Linked DNA regions of Mus musculus: regions 1, 2, 3 and 5 are each linked to region 4. A link is a contact called in public Micro-C, promoter capture Hi-C and targeted proximity ligation data. All regions are on one chromosome and are shown on one strand. The core of a region is the stretch at or near the end of the contact, and the rest is flanking DNA. Distances in the headings are between cores, read along the strand shown.

The links. Promoter capture Hi-C pulls out the DNA fragments that hold promoters and counts their contacts. Hi-C and Micro-C count contacts between places; a contact is called where the count stands out from the background.
Region 1: a targeted proximity ligation map of pancreatic cancer cells shows a contact between it and region 4. A contact is called at or near these places in 3 of 39 promoter capture datasets (embryonic stem cells, liver and stem cell-derived epiblast-like cells), 1 of 130 datasets of targeted methods (pancreatic cancer cells) and 1 of 9 other capture datasets (adipose tissue).
Region 2: a promoter capture Hi-C map of embryonic stem cells shows a contact between it and region 4, with 8 read pairs. A contact is called at or near these places in 1 of 39 promoter capture datasets (embryonic stem cells), 1 of 484 Hi-C or Micro-C datasets (the G1E-ER4 cell line) and 1 of 130 datasets of targeted methods (pancreatic cancer cells).
Region 3: a Micro-C map of embryonic stem cells shows a contact between it and region 4, with 6 times the contacts expected there. A contact is called at or near these places in 3 of 39 promoter capture datasets (all in embryonic stem cells) and 1 of 484 Hi-C or Micro-C datasets (embryonic stem cells).
Region 5: a contact with region 4 is called in a promoter capture Hi-C map of pre-B cells, with 2.5 times the contacts expected there. A contact is called at or near these places in 3 of 39 promoter capture datasets (the SN4741 cell line, embryonic stem cells and pre-B cells), 1 of 484 Hi-C or Micro-C datasets (bone marrow-derived macrophages) and 2 of 130 datasets of targeted methods (large pre-B cells and pancreatic cancer cells).

Annotation. Positions count from the first base shown.
Region 1 is chr19:10,040,279-10,042,978 of GRCm38.p6, forward strand. Fads3 (fatty acid desaturase 3) reads left to right here and starts at 1,270. Exons shown (of 12, transcript NM_021890.3): 1 at 1,270-1,678. The coding sequence starts at 1,454.
Region 2 is chr19:10,000,361-10,003,060 of GRCm38.p6, forward strand. Best1 (bestrophin 1) reads right to left here and starts at 1,273. Exons shown (of 12, transcript NM_011913.2): 1 at 1,098-1,273. It also overlaps a transcript of Rab3il1 not described here.
Region 3 is chr19:10,100,242-10,102,941 of GRCm38.p6, forward strand. Fads2 (fatty acid desaturase 2) reads right to left here and starts at 1,262. Exons shown (of 12, transcript NM_019699.2): 1 at 982-1,262. The coding sequence starts at 1,188.
Region 4 is chr19:10,456,172-10,458,871 of GRCm38.p6, forward strand. It overlaps Lrrc10b (leucine rich repeat containing 10B), which reads right to left and starts at 1,276. Exons shown (of 1, transcript NM_001111140.2): 1 at 1-1,276. The coding sequence starts at 1,144. The coding sequence ends at 266.
Region 5 is chr19:10,063,165-10,065,864 of GRCm38.p6, forward strand. Fads2 (fatty acid desaturase 2) reads right to left here. Exons shown (of 12, transcript NM_019699.2): 10 at 2,438-2,517; 11 at 1,522-1,647; 12 at 1-1,150. The coding sequence ends at 1,099. Among named protein-coding and RNA genes, the nearest start is that of Gm29917, 17 kb to the left of the region's middle.

The DNA.
Region 1 (2,700 bases), core at 20-2,519, 420 kb before region 4:
CGCCTCTGCTTTCCTCCTTGTCCTGTGTATTTAGGCCTGTAATAGTTGCATCTGGAGTGAATGCTTTCAGCCTTTTTTAGTCTTATTGTTCCCTAAACAATGCAGTGAACAATTATTTATAGAGCATTTACATCACATTAGACATTATTAAGAATTCAGAGCTGACTTAAAGTGTATGAGGGGATATGTGAAGGTTACATGCATATACTGGTTTTTTGTAGGCAAGAAACACAGGTTGGTTTTGTTATCCACAGGGGTGCCTTAGAGGTCAGGTCACCTACAAATCCTTAGGTAGACCAAGAGGAAATGTTTGCACATTGGAAAAAATACACTTTAAGGTTCTGAAAAGATTTGCTCCCAACAAACAGGTCTGCCTCACCTTTCTGCCCTGAGTCACACTAGGGTGGTGTGCGGGAGTCTGTTTTAACTAGCCCTCAAGGAAATTCTGATGGACCTTCAAGTTTGCCAGTTGTGAAAGCTTTTAACTTTTAAGGAACTGATGTCTGTCTCAAAGAAACATCGTACAATTGGGAACGTAGTTACACTCTCAAGAGGATTTGAATTTAATAAGTCAAAAATGTGACACCATGAATGGGGAGAACTGGGAGGTGGTGACAAGCAAGCCACCCATTGCAGACTGGACCATTCTTTCATCTCCTGAACGGCAGACCTCCACGCAGCAGTGTCCTCTGCTCCTCCTCCAGTGGCCAACCTGGGCATCCCCAATCCTGCGTACAGCCAGGAGGAGAGGCCATCTGCTCCTGCAGATTGCTTTAGATGGCTTCCTCGCGTGGATATTGAGGGTTTACTGGGGGATGAGGTCCATTGTTTGGTGGCTGTTGACAGTCACCCCAAGGTAGTGTCCTCATTTCTAGCTACCTGGGATGCCTGGTTAAAGACCGGTGACGTCCCTAACTACATTTCTCAGCCTTTCAGGGCTCAGACTTGGGCTCATTTCGGGCCCCTGCGGGTGTGCCTGGGCGCAGCGGCCTGCAGGACTCCCGTGCGCGCTGGGTCCCCATCCCCCGCCTTCTCAGTTGAGCCGAGAGTCCGAGAAACTGGGGGGGGGGGGGGGCAGTGCCCCGGGGGCAGTGCCGGGCGTGGTGGCCCCAGGCCCTCGAGGGTGGGGCAAGCCCCTTCGCGACACCGCCCTCCCCGGGCAGCCAATAGATGTGGAGGCGCCGCGCCTGGATTGGAGCGAGAGCGGGACTGGCCAGCGCGGGGGCCGGGACGAGGGGCGGGCGAGGCGAGCGCTGTCAGCGCGGTTATAAGGGAGGGAAAAGTTCCCTGCGCGGAGAGCCGGGCAGGCGCACGCTCTTACGGCGGCCGCAGCGGCAGGGCGGGGCCGGTGGGGCGGGCGGAGGAAGACCCCTGATTGCCACCTCGCCTCCCTCAGTGTCTCTCTTAGACCTTGGTCACGTACCGGGGTCCGGAGGACTTGTGTACAGCGGCAATGGGCGGTGTCGGGGAGCCCGGAGGGGGACCCGGGCCGCGGGAGGGGCCCGCACCGCTGGGGGCGCCCCTACCCATCTTCCGCTGGGAGCAGATCCGCCAGCATGACCTACCAGGCGACAAGTGGCTGGTCATCGAGCGCCGTGTCTACGACATCAGCCGCTGGGCACAGCGGCACCCAGGGGGTAGCCGCCTCATCGGCCACCACGGTGCGGAGGACGCCACGGTAAGCTAACCCACAGCCGGCGGGGTGGAGCCTGGCACTAGCGGTGGAGAGGGAGACGTTGTTCATAGGCTTGGCGTCTCATTCCACCTGCGGACCTTAGCATCCTTTTTGCTCTTTCTGACCTTTGACCCCTTCCCTGGCTCCAGAGTTGAGATGGAGCCTGAGGGAAGGAGGTCTCTTTCTTTCACGGAGGATGGGCTGTTTGGGTCAGTCTGTGGAATAAATAGATCTCAGGGAAGAATGGGCCCCCAGAGGTGGGTGTGCCGTGAGGGGCAGATTCTGCCCCAGGTAAGTACCCTCACTGTTGTACTGAGGGTTTCTTTTCTGCTCTGAGTGTCACAGACTATTTTCTGGTGCTTCCAAGAGCCTGGGGCAGGGCTGGGTCCCTAGCGATAGGGACGTGCCATCAGAAACTGGGGGCTGGGCAGCAGAGCTTGGGCAGGGCCTGGAGGTCTGTGGCTTATCCAGCACTTGTGTAGACTGTTCTGAGGGCCAGTGACTCACCTCTGCTGGGCTGGCAGCTACACGTGGGAAGACTTTGCCAGGCTGGGTGGGCCTCCACGGGAAGCACAGTCACCCCAGTCACCGACTAGCCCCTGGGGACTCTGGCTTCCCATTCTCAGTCCGTGTCTAGACAAGAAGGGATGGAACTGGCCTGAAGGACTATCTGGCTAGAGCCCAGTGGTGAAGCAATTTCCCAGACCCTTCCTCCTTCAGTCCCACTCCATGGACAAAGGTTGAGGCCATGGTGCTCTGCCCTCGACTATCCAAAATTGTAGGTTAGTCACATTGGGTACCCGGAAGGTCTTTAAGACTGGAGGGAATGATTCTCTAGTGGAAGAACTTGGTGGCAGCAGAGGAGGTTCTCTGTGTCCCAGGACTGTCATTGTCCCTCTCCTCCCGGATTCACTCCAGGCAACTGAGAGGGATAAGAATGAGACAATTCCTGAAAATCATCAACCTGTGGGCCAGTGTGTGTGTGTGTGTGTGTGTGTGTGTGTGTGTGTGTGAGCCTTCCTTCT
Region 2 (2,700 bases), core at 23-2,522, 460 kb before region 4:
CACCAGGCAAGAACTCCTCCCACTGAGATAAATCCCAGTCCAATAAATATATATTTAATTAAAGTTGAATATGTTTCTAGCAGAGTAGTTCAAAACAAAACACCTGTAAACACTGCCTTAAACACTGCCTTAATGGACTCCTGCATCCCTTATGTTGGTCACTAGAGGTCACCATTGACTTAGTTCTTGCCAGGGAAGCCTAGTCCAGTTGTTCAGGTGTCAGTGATCATCAAAGTTGTCTTTGGAAGTCGCCGTTATCTCCTTGACCATTACCAGTAGCTACATAGTATTTTAGAAGAGCTGGGAAGTGCTGGAGAACTTCTTTGGTTTTCTGTGAAGCCCAGTTCTTCACCGTTAACCAGTTCTTCACTTGCTAGTGCTGCTCTCTGCTTCTTCCAGTCTCAAGATGTCTCCAGAGACACTGTGAACAATCTGCTCCTAGACCCACACAACTCTAAGCACATTCAAACATAAGACATGGTGTCCCACGGGCCTCAAACACAAATGTGTCTCCAGTCAACCAGACAGGCCTCAGGTATACAGTAAAGCCCAAGACATACCTGGATACAGGACCCCAGAATAACCTCCTACAAGGAGAGTGCCCAGCGCAGCCAAGACCACTCTCCCTTTCCATCCCACAAGAAGTTATTCAACAAAACATCTCTGATACCAGGGTAGAATCTGTTCTAACTCCTGCCTCTAAGAAGACAAGAGTTGAGAGACTCTAAAAAAAAATATTTAAAACCTCCAGCAGAGAATGGGAGTGAGAGTGTCTGAGAGGCCAGGGAAGCCTACAGAGTGGGAGCTCTGGAGTTGGTGTTTGAAGCAGGAGTAGAAGCTCACTGAGCCGAGAAGATGTAAGCACATAAGAACAGCCCACGGCAAGTCACTGAGGCATTGCCGAGGGACTGTTGAGTGTAAAACACTCAGGTGACACTGGTGCTCAAGGCAGACCTTTTGGCCAAGGCCACATCACTACCAATGAACCAGGACTAGGACCCGGGACCTAAAGTCTTCTAAGTTTGGGTCCTGGGCCCTTTCTACCACGAACCATGACCTCTGCCCTGGAGGAGGGTTACCTGGGGCCTGAGGCTTACCTGTTAGGGTTTCTGTAGGGTTTGAAGGGAGGTCTGAGGAATGAAGGGTGTGCAGAGAAGACTTTGATGGTAGCAGAGCCCATGCTCTCTAGCCCTCTGGTAGAGAGTCATGTCAGGGAGCAAGCAGAGCACATAGGGCTGATGGGTGAAGGTTCTGGACCCAGAACATTACAGCCTCCTCATCTAAGATCGCCATGGCAACAAGAGCATCACAGAGGGCCTGACCTTTGCCAGGCAGGTAGAAGAGGACCAGACTTGGCAGAGGGCAGTAAGCAGTAGGCCCTGGGCTGGGCCTGGCAGACCTGGCTGCTGTCTCCAGGTTCTGCATAGGGTGCCTGCTAGCCCACTCTCCTCCTCTGGGCCAATCACAGAATAAACAGGGAAGAAACCAAGAGGTGGATTAACACAGCTGGACAGGGAGGCAGAGGACATATAGTGCCACTCCAGGGACAGGAAGGAAGACAGTCAATACCTCTTTCCTGACACGAAGCAGCTCTCATTGCTAAAGCTCTGGGAGACTGGCATAATAACCTCTGACCTTTTCAGAGGGGCAACAGGGATAAGGTGAGACAGGGAAAGGCTGGGAGACAAGTCCCAGCACCACCAAGCCATATCCCACAGATAGCAATGAAATAATACAGAATAGACCAGAACCAACCCAGAAAGAGACACATGGTGAGAACTCAGCACAACCTGGGGGAAAGCTAGGATCTCTAGTCGTGTGGTGCTTCATGGACTCCACCCTGCAGCTACCAGCCAGGTGAGGACCTGACCCTACCCTTACCTCTCACCAAATCCCCATCTGTTCAGTGAATTTATTTGTTTGTATGTATGTATGTATGTATGTATGTATGTATGTATTTAGTTTTTGGTCTTATGTGTATAGGTGTTTATCTGTATAACATATGCATGCCTGGTACCTGATGCAGCCAGAAGAGGGCACAGTATCCCTTGAGACTTGAGTTTCAGATGGTTGTGAGTCAACATGTGGGTGCTGGAGATCAAAGTCAGGTCCTCCGGAAGAAGAGCCATTGCTCTTAACTGGTGAGCCACAGTTGACTGAATTCTTGATACAAAGACCTACTACATAGTCCAAGTTCCTTGGGGGATATCAAGCAGCAAAAGCCTTTTTCTCTGTGGGCTCCTCAGCCTCAGTGAATTGCTTTGCCTGTCTATTTCCTCTTAGAACATGGACTCTTACACTGAGGCCCCTTAGCACGCACACACACTATACAACACACACACACACACACTGAGGCCCCTGAGCACACACACACACACACTATACAACAGATTGTTAGAGATGCAAGGATCTGAGGCTTCCACCCCAGACCTCCTCAGTCATAATCTGCATTTCATTTTTTTTTTTTTAGTTTTGTTTACTTATTGGTGTGTGTGTGTGTGTGTGTGTGTGTGTGTGTGTGTGTGCTTGAATACCACAGTACACATTCGGAGGTCAGAGGACAACTTTCAGGAGTTGGTTCTCTCCTTCCAGCTTGTGGGTCTCACGAATCAAACTAAGCCTTGACCGCAAGCACTGTTATCTACATCTGAGTCAGGTGTACAACCTGGGTTGAGAGGTTGGCTTCGGGCGATGGTGAGA
Region 3 (2,700 bases), core at 12-2,511, 360 kb before region 4:
TTCCTCTGCTTTCAGCCCACCAAGAAAGGTGCCAAGAAAGGTCTGGCTTTCCTCTTTGACTTTGTTTCTCCTCTTACCCACCTGACTACACAATCACTTTATGGTTGGGGGTGGGGCCAGGCACGGTATGGGGTACTGTGCAATATAGGATAGCCTCCGTTCCACAGAGGTCTCAGAGACTTCAACAACCTCCATGAGTGCAAGAGGGGAAGGGTGATCCTGGCAGGATCTAAAAACAGAGGGCCATTGAGTTGAATGTCCGATAGTAACCCCAGAGGCAGATGGACCTGTTGCCAAGCCAGTCTTAGATTCACCTTCTAGATCCCCTGCGGACCTGAATTTTGCAAAATCCAGCCCGTTCGCCTTCCACCAATTCCCCACCAGGATTTCCCAGAAGGCTGGCACTTGGAGTGAGTCGGGATAATCCTCGGGAGCGTGGGAATCTGAACTACTAGGAAGTCTCTGTCGGGCAGCCATTGTGGACCTTCTTAGACAGGAGTCCAAGCAGGAGCGAGTCCTGGCCAGGAACCAGCTTTCCTTCTCCGCCCCCTGGTCTGGCAGGAGAGTCCCACATATGGCTGCCCGCTCTCAGGCTCCTCTCCCCGGCGCCCAAGGGTGGCCATCTTCCACTTGGGGAGCGCCGAACACGAAGGCTGGAGCGCCCCCTTTGGAGAGTCCCAGGCTCCGGCTGGAACAGCGCGCAGTATGCGCTGTGAACATGCACCGGGCACAGTTTACCACTGATGGGACTTCCACAGAGGTGCTAAGGCCTGGCGTCCAAAAGGCTCGGCCAAAGTCTGCCCAGTTGACCCAGAGGAGAACGATTCCAGGAGGGAGGTGAGGGCAGTTGGTACACTTTCTTTCCCTGCTGAACGTCCTGCGCTCCTTTAAGAACCGGGGATCTGTTTGGCGCCCAGGGACCCCGGGCTCCTGACACCAGCCTGCAGCAGACAAGAGTGGCTGGCACCCCCAGACTCTTACCGTAGCATCTTCTCCCGAATAGTGTCCGATGACACGGTGGCCCCCCGGGTGCCGCTGGGACCATTTGGTAACGTTGTAGACCTTGCGGTCGATGACGAGCCACCGGTCGGTGCGCAGGTTGTGCTTCTGAATCTCCTCCCAACGGAAGGTGGGCATCGGAGCCTGGCGCTCGGTGCTCCCCTCTCCCTGGTTACCTCCCTTCCCCATGCTGCCAGTCTACCCGGATGCCCCGTGCGCTACGGCCTCCGGGCGCCCGCGGCTCGCAACACCGACGGTCCCTCTCCTGGCCGCAGTGTGCGGTCGGCGCCCTCCTCGCTTTCGGCTTTTGTCTTCTACTCCTCCTCCCACCGTGCCTCCTCCCCTCGCTTTCGCTCCTCCTCGCCTTCACTAGCTAGCCAGTACCCCTGCCTTCCCTCAGGAGTACCCCTGGCTTCCCAGTGCCCCCAAGCGGTCCCCTTCCTCCGCCCACCCTAGGCCCGCCTGCTGTGGACTTTTGCCTCCGGTGAAAACTCCAGGATAGCTCAGGGCCTCGCTGCCTCCTCCCCCCACCCCTCTGGCTCCCCCCGTTCCCGGCTCCGCATCCTCCCGAGTTCCCCGCCACCCGGGTTTCCACAGTGATCAGCAGAGCGCCTGCACCAATCAGGGCTCGTCGCCCCGCCTGCCATTGGCCCAGGAGGATCTTTCGAAGGCCAGCGGGCTGGAGCGGCGGGTCCGCGGCTTCCCCCTCCCTCGCGCCCGCCCGCATGGAGTTAAGCCCTGCTGGGCGGTCGGCGACGTGTCTGACCTCCTCCTCCTCCCTTCGCTGCCTGGAGCCGGGGAAGCGGGAGTAGATCTCTGAGAAGCTGGGAGGGGAGAGCGGGGGGCGGGGGGGGGGGCGGGGGCGGCAGCTGGGCTTTTCTTTGCGCGCTTCAGAGCGCCAACGCGCTCGGCCGGGGATTTGCACCTGATGCTCGCACAAAGGAGGCGCAGCGGTTATGGTGAACAACGCTCGGCCTCCGGCTAAACAAGGCCCCCTCCTGGGCTGTCATGACTAGGTGATATTTCTGCCTGGCTAGATGGGACTCAAGTCTCCTGTATCTCACATTGTCTAAGAGATCCATATTGTTTATTGCTTTCCTGAAACCTTCCTAGAGAAAGGAGCCAGGAGTGGGTCTCTGTTTAACCAGGGCTCTGAATCCTTTCAACTTGGTCATCTTGGAAAAGAACGGTGGAATCTCTGCTTTCTTCCTCGTGCTAAGTGCCGCGGGAGTGGCTTCTGGGGAGGGTGCCAGGATAAACTGGACACCTTTCTTGTCTTCGACTGAGAAAGAGTTCACAAGCCTGGTTGGGAAACATGAAAGCAATAAAAGCCCGCGATTGATTTGACAGTAGTACACCACTTGCAGGCAAGAGAGACACTGATACCAAGGGAGTATAGTAGGAAGAAAGGCCCTATTCGCTAAAGTCTCACCACAATCCTATGATATTGTTATAGCTAACTTCAAAATGAAGAGTCTGAGGGTAAGAGAGATAAAATGGTCAAGACATACATGCTTAGCTAGTGGCCCTGTTTGGCCTCTTCCATGACCCTTTCAAGACTTTGGGCTCCCTAGCTCCACATGACACTGGTCCAAAGGAAGTACCTGGTGCAGGGGGTAATACATTCCCATAGTCCCTCCCATCGTATACTCCTCTCATTCTGTCCTGGCATCCATCAGGAGCAGCCTTTCTTCATTCCAC
Region 4 (2,700 bases), core at 26-2,525:
AGAACCGGTTCATCTGTCGTGCCATCAGTGGCTCTATCCCAGACTTCTTGGTCTGAAAACTGCCCAGAGGTCAGCCCAGGGACTCTTTCTTACTGCCTAGTACTGTCTGAAGATGGCCTCAGGCCTGCCTGTGCCGGGCAGCTCATTCAATGATGCTCCTTCACTGCCCCAAGTAAGAGGCCCAGCAACACCGTATATCCAAACAACCACAACCTCGCAGAGTCCCTTCTTCCAGAGTAGCCAACCCATCACTCAGGGAAGAGGCTCAGGTGCCCAATCCTGGAGGAGCTTCCAAGGCTCGGAGGCTGTCCCTGGTGGGCCCCAGAGCCCTGGGTCCTGCGCCTCCTATGAGTAGGTCTTCTTCCTCCTCATCATCAAAGGCCCGGGTTGGACGCCGGGCTGGCTGCCGCGGAATGGGTTCGTCGCGCTCAGCCATGCGCTCGACGGCTCCCTCGCCCACTAGGAAAACGGTGTCTGCCACCCGCGGGGGTCCAGTGACTGGGTTGTGGTCGTAGGAGAAAACTCGGAGCGCACGAAGCGGGTGCAGGTCGGGGAAGCCGCCCAGGCGGTTGCGGTCGAGGTCTAGGATGTGCAGCCGGCCCATGCGCAACAGCGCGGGCGGGAACTCTTCGAAGCGATTGCCGTAGAGCCAGAGGCCACGCAAGCCGGTCATGCGCGGCAGCTCGGCGGGCAGCGCGCGCAGCCGGTTGTCGCCCATCTGCAGCGATTGCAGCGCCACCAGGCGCAACAACGGCCGCGGAAAGCGCCGCAGGAAGTTGCCTTCGATCCAGAGGCAGCGCAGGCTCTGCAGCTGCGCAAAGTCGGGTGGCAGCGCCAGCAGACGGTTGCCGCCCAGGTAGAGGCGCGTGAGGCGCGGTAGGCGACACAGGCCGTCGGGCAGGCGCTCCAGCTTGTTGAAGTCGAGCGCCAGGATGCGCAGCTCGCGCAGCTCCTCGATCTCCTCGGGAAGCTCGCGCAGCCCGGTGCCGCTCACATACAGCTTCTGCAAGCGGCTCAATGCGCACACGGCGCTAGGCAGCCGCCGCAACCGCCGCCCGCTCAGCTCCAGCTGCTGCTCGCCGCTGCGCAGCTGCTCCTCGGCGTCCGACGGCAGCTCGTCCGGCGTGGACTCTGCGATGCCCATGGTCACGGGCCCCGGCCCGGGACGCCGCTGCCACCACCCGGCATCGCCACGCCCTGGCCGCCCCGACGGGGCCCGGGCCGCTCCGGCCTCGGGGGCCCCCCGCCCCGGCCTGCCTGTGTGCCGGGAGGGGGGCCGTGCCGAGCCGAGAGGAGGCGCCCGCCTGGGCCCCGCCGCCCCGCACCGCGTTCGGCCACCCGCCCTTCGGCCTCCCCCGCTGCCTCCGCCGGAGGCCGACTGGCTGGAGTTCGAGCTGACTTGCAGCTTAGCGACCCGTCGCCCTGGCAACCCCCGACGCGCGTGCGGCTGCCAATAGGCAAAGGGAGGGCGGGGTGGGGCGGGGCCAAGGAGGACCGTGAGAAGGGTCCTGAAGCTGAAGCTGGTCCCTGGATAGCTAGCCTATCCGTGAGCCAGCCTGAGCCCAGGCGGCGGCTGAGCGCAAACCCGGCACAGGGCTAGTTAGCGCTGAGCCCCGACGTCCGACGCTGTCTAAACTTGCCGCAGCAGGCCATTTGGTTGGTGTAGCTGTGTGTGCTTCAGGGAAAATGGGTCCAGAAGGAAGAAACCTGGGACTGAAAAAAGGGAGGAGGGATACTGGAGTAGTACCTGAAGGCGAAGTCACTTACTTTACCCCTCCACCCCCGACGTCCAGCGGCGTGCGGCCAGTCTCCCAGTTGGGGTCACTTCAGGATAGTAACTCGGAACAATGTTATGTTCTGGTCTTTTTTAGATCTGAGGATTTGTGGGACTATGCTTGGCTCCGCCCTCCCCGGATTCCGCCCATTGCTGGTGCTCTAGCACCCGCTCATACCCAAGCCCCTCCGAGAACACCCAAGGTCTATGTGTGGCCATGGTGGGCAGAGGACTGGGACAAGCGCCTACCTTTGAGTGGCACCGACAACAATCATCTTGGTTCTATGACTCGGCTGCTCTCACTAGCCTCCTCCCTTTTCTCTCTGCCAGAGCTCCACGTGTCTGTCACTTTGCCAAAAGCTACTTCCCATACTTTAAAAAAGAGGCATTGAGCAAGGCTCAAAGACATTAAGCTTTGGTTGACCAGAAAAGCTGGCGTTTGAAGCCAGGCAGTGTGACTCAAGAACCCAACTCCTAAGCATACACCTTCCCAGTAAAAGAAAACACAGCATTCCACCCACCCCTCCAGCGAGTTTTTCCTCAACAGAGTCTCTGACTCACAATGCAAAAACTAAGAAAGGAATTATTAATCCCACAGAAATGAGGAGGAAAGCGGCCTCCTGAGATTAGAAAAACCTGCTTGAGGGTTATACAAGGGACAAGAGGTTGTACCGTGAGCGCTCAGTCAACAGACCACTTTCTCCTCCCTGCCCCACTCCCACCTTCTCTAGGACCTAGCTGTCAGAACTTAGTGTCCTCCAATCCATCCATACTGCCATGGAAGTTTGAAATTAGGACAGTGGAAGGAGGACACATTGGTTTACCTCTATAATCCCAGCTGATCAGCCAGCCTGGAGAAACAACACAGCAAAAGCCCAGGGGTGTGGCTCCTGCCTGTAATTCCAGATCTTTCCCGGCAGAAACAA
Region 5 (2,700 bases), core at 32-2,531, 390 kb before region 4:
GCAACCTCAAGCCACAGCGTATACTGTGGCCTTGAAGGCGAAGCCTAGCTCTACCTGAAGGGCAAGGGACATCTAGTAAAGATGGATTGTCCTAAGACCCAGCCAGCCCTCTGCTACTCTCCTATTAAGAAGAATTCTGTAGGAAATGTTAACACAACAGCTAAAACAAACAAGCAAACAAACATCTGTAAAGACAGGGATGAGCCAAAAAGAAGCCAAGTGCTGGCTAGATTGGCAGCTCTATCCTGGGGAGAGCTGCTCAGGGGCTCTCCTGCAAGGTCCACATTCTCTAGACCAAGCATCTGGAACTGGCCAGAGGATCTGGAAAAAGATCTGATCCTTCTAGAATCTTGGGCCTTTTAACTCAGAAGCACCTGACTGTAGTGGGAGAGGTTAAAGTTCCAGGCTGGTCAGTCCCTCCTTCAACCTGGCTACTGCCTCTCCTGAGCCCGCACAAGGAACACTCCCTTTGGTTTCTGGAGTTGGGTAGATGATGAAATAGAACCTGTACAAACCCTATGGTCTGGAGTTGTGATGGTGGGCATGAGAGAACTTTTCCTTGGTCCTCAAAGTCTAAGGTGGTCCTTGGCAGCTGGAAAGAAGCCTCAAGTACCAATCCCAGCCATGGGAAAGACACTCAGAACGAAGCATGTCTTCACCCAAATGACTACACCATAATGCTGACAGGGAGTGTAGAGCCAAGTCCTGGACTCCTGTTCCACAGGCCCCCAGAGTGTCTGTGGGACAGAAGGGGGTGGGGACTAGGCTGCCAGGAGCAGAATCTCATACCAGGAATCTTTAGGTGCAGAAGTTAAAGGCAGACGCGTAACCACCTGAGACAACCACCTCTCCGGCTCTCTGGGAGAAGGGACTGGGAGGCAGAGGGGATGGGGTCAGGGCTGACAAAGGGGGAACTCCATGAGAATGGAGTAGGTAGGGGTGAGGGAAGAGGAATAACAAGAAAGGATGCAAGCCCGGGGAATGTGAGGCAGCAGACACTTCAGTCTCATGAGAACCCTTCAGAACAAAAGCCCTCCCCTCCCTCTGGCTGTCACCCAACAGTGCCCCTTTCCCGAGGGTGCCCGGAGGACGGCAGCTTCATTTATGGAGGTAAGCATCCAGCCACAGCTCCCCAGACTTCTTCAGTGAACTGCAAATAGAGAGAGGGGGGCAGGGCTCAGGAACCAGATGGAAGGAACCTCGGCCTCCAGGCAGTGAGACTTGTGGGAAGTCATGTTGGGGCGGCAGGTGCTTCCTCTCAGCTACTGACTAGGGCTCACCACTTACCACAGGATACCACAGGAGCTGTGGGCTACTGACTAATACACCCCAGAGAAACCCCTGGGAAAGGAGAGAGGGGAGGTCCTCTTCTAGCCCTGGGTAGACAGGAATCCCCACTGTGAGCTAGAGTCCCTACTGTGAGTAAGGCCAGCCATGTGCCTCTCACCTCCTCAGCCCCACCTCATCTCTGGCCCCTTCCAGTGCTCCAGAGCTTCAGCCCTTGTGGAGCTCACCCCTCACCTCACAATGTCGATCAGGGCCCTCAGCAACGGCTTCTCCTGGTATTCAATGCCATGCTTGGCGCAGAGAGACTTCACCAGTGGGGCAATCTTGTGCAGGTTGTGACGTGGCATAGTGGGGAAGAGGCTGGGGGAGCAGGTGGGCAGAGTGAGTGCAACCCAAGACCCATGTTCTCCACCTCCTCTCCAACCCAGGGAGGCAGGCAGGGCTGAGGTCCTATCTTAAACCAGGACTAGACTGTGGCTCCTGCCAACTGCCTGAAGATGTTACTGGTGGTGTGTAGAGGGGCAATTTATGAACAGGGGCACTGCAGAAAGCCGAATTGAACAGCCAAACACAAGAGTCTTATGTTAAAAAACAAAAAGAAAAAGGGTATCAGGGCTCACGCCCCTGGCCTCATCATGTGGGAGGCCAAGGCAGAAGACCTATGTAAGTTCAACACTAAGCCAAAAAAAAAAAAAAAAGGAAATGAAAGAAACGGATGGAAGATGAGAAGAATAAGAAAAGATGAGAGATACAGGAAGAGGCAGCAGGCAGCAGGGACCCTTTGGGCCCCTGTGTACCAGATATGCTATCTAGCTGGTCCTCAGTTTCCCAGCCAATAACCAGGCCCCTTATAGGTCTGCAGGATAGTCTTGTAAGCTTTCTATATCTGCAAAGAGGCCACACGTGAAGGAGTGCAGTCCCCAGGATGGCCCATGTGGCACAGAGCCTGGACAGCAATGCCTCCAGGGCACGCTGATCCCAGAGCCCCTCTCCTGCCCAGCTGTGCTCTAGGGTGGGGTGGTGGTGGTTTTGCCAAGAAGAGAAGATAAACCTCATGGCACCCTTGGCCTGTGGGTTAGTGGCCACTGCCCTCCCGCTCCTTGTCTCCCCTCTTCCCCCCACACCCCCAACATTGCTGGGCTGTACTCACTGGTGCTCAATCTGGAAATTGAGGTGCCCGCTGAACCAGTCATTGAAGAAGGACTGCTCCACATTGCAGGTGGCTGCCAGCTGCAGAGGGGACAGGGCATCAGTGGCTGGTGTGTAAGAACAAAACCAAAGGACCTGGACTTACCCCATAAAGGTCACCTTAACCAGGGTTTTAGGGCCTCTCTCTAGGTCATACCATTCTAGCCTCACCCTCCCAGACTCCCCAAGTTTCCTCTGGTAGATTCTTATCACTCCTTCCATATT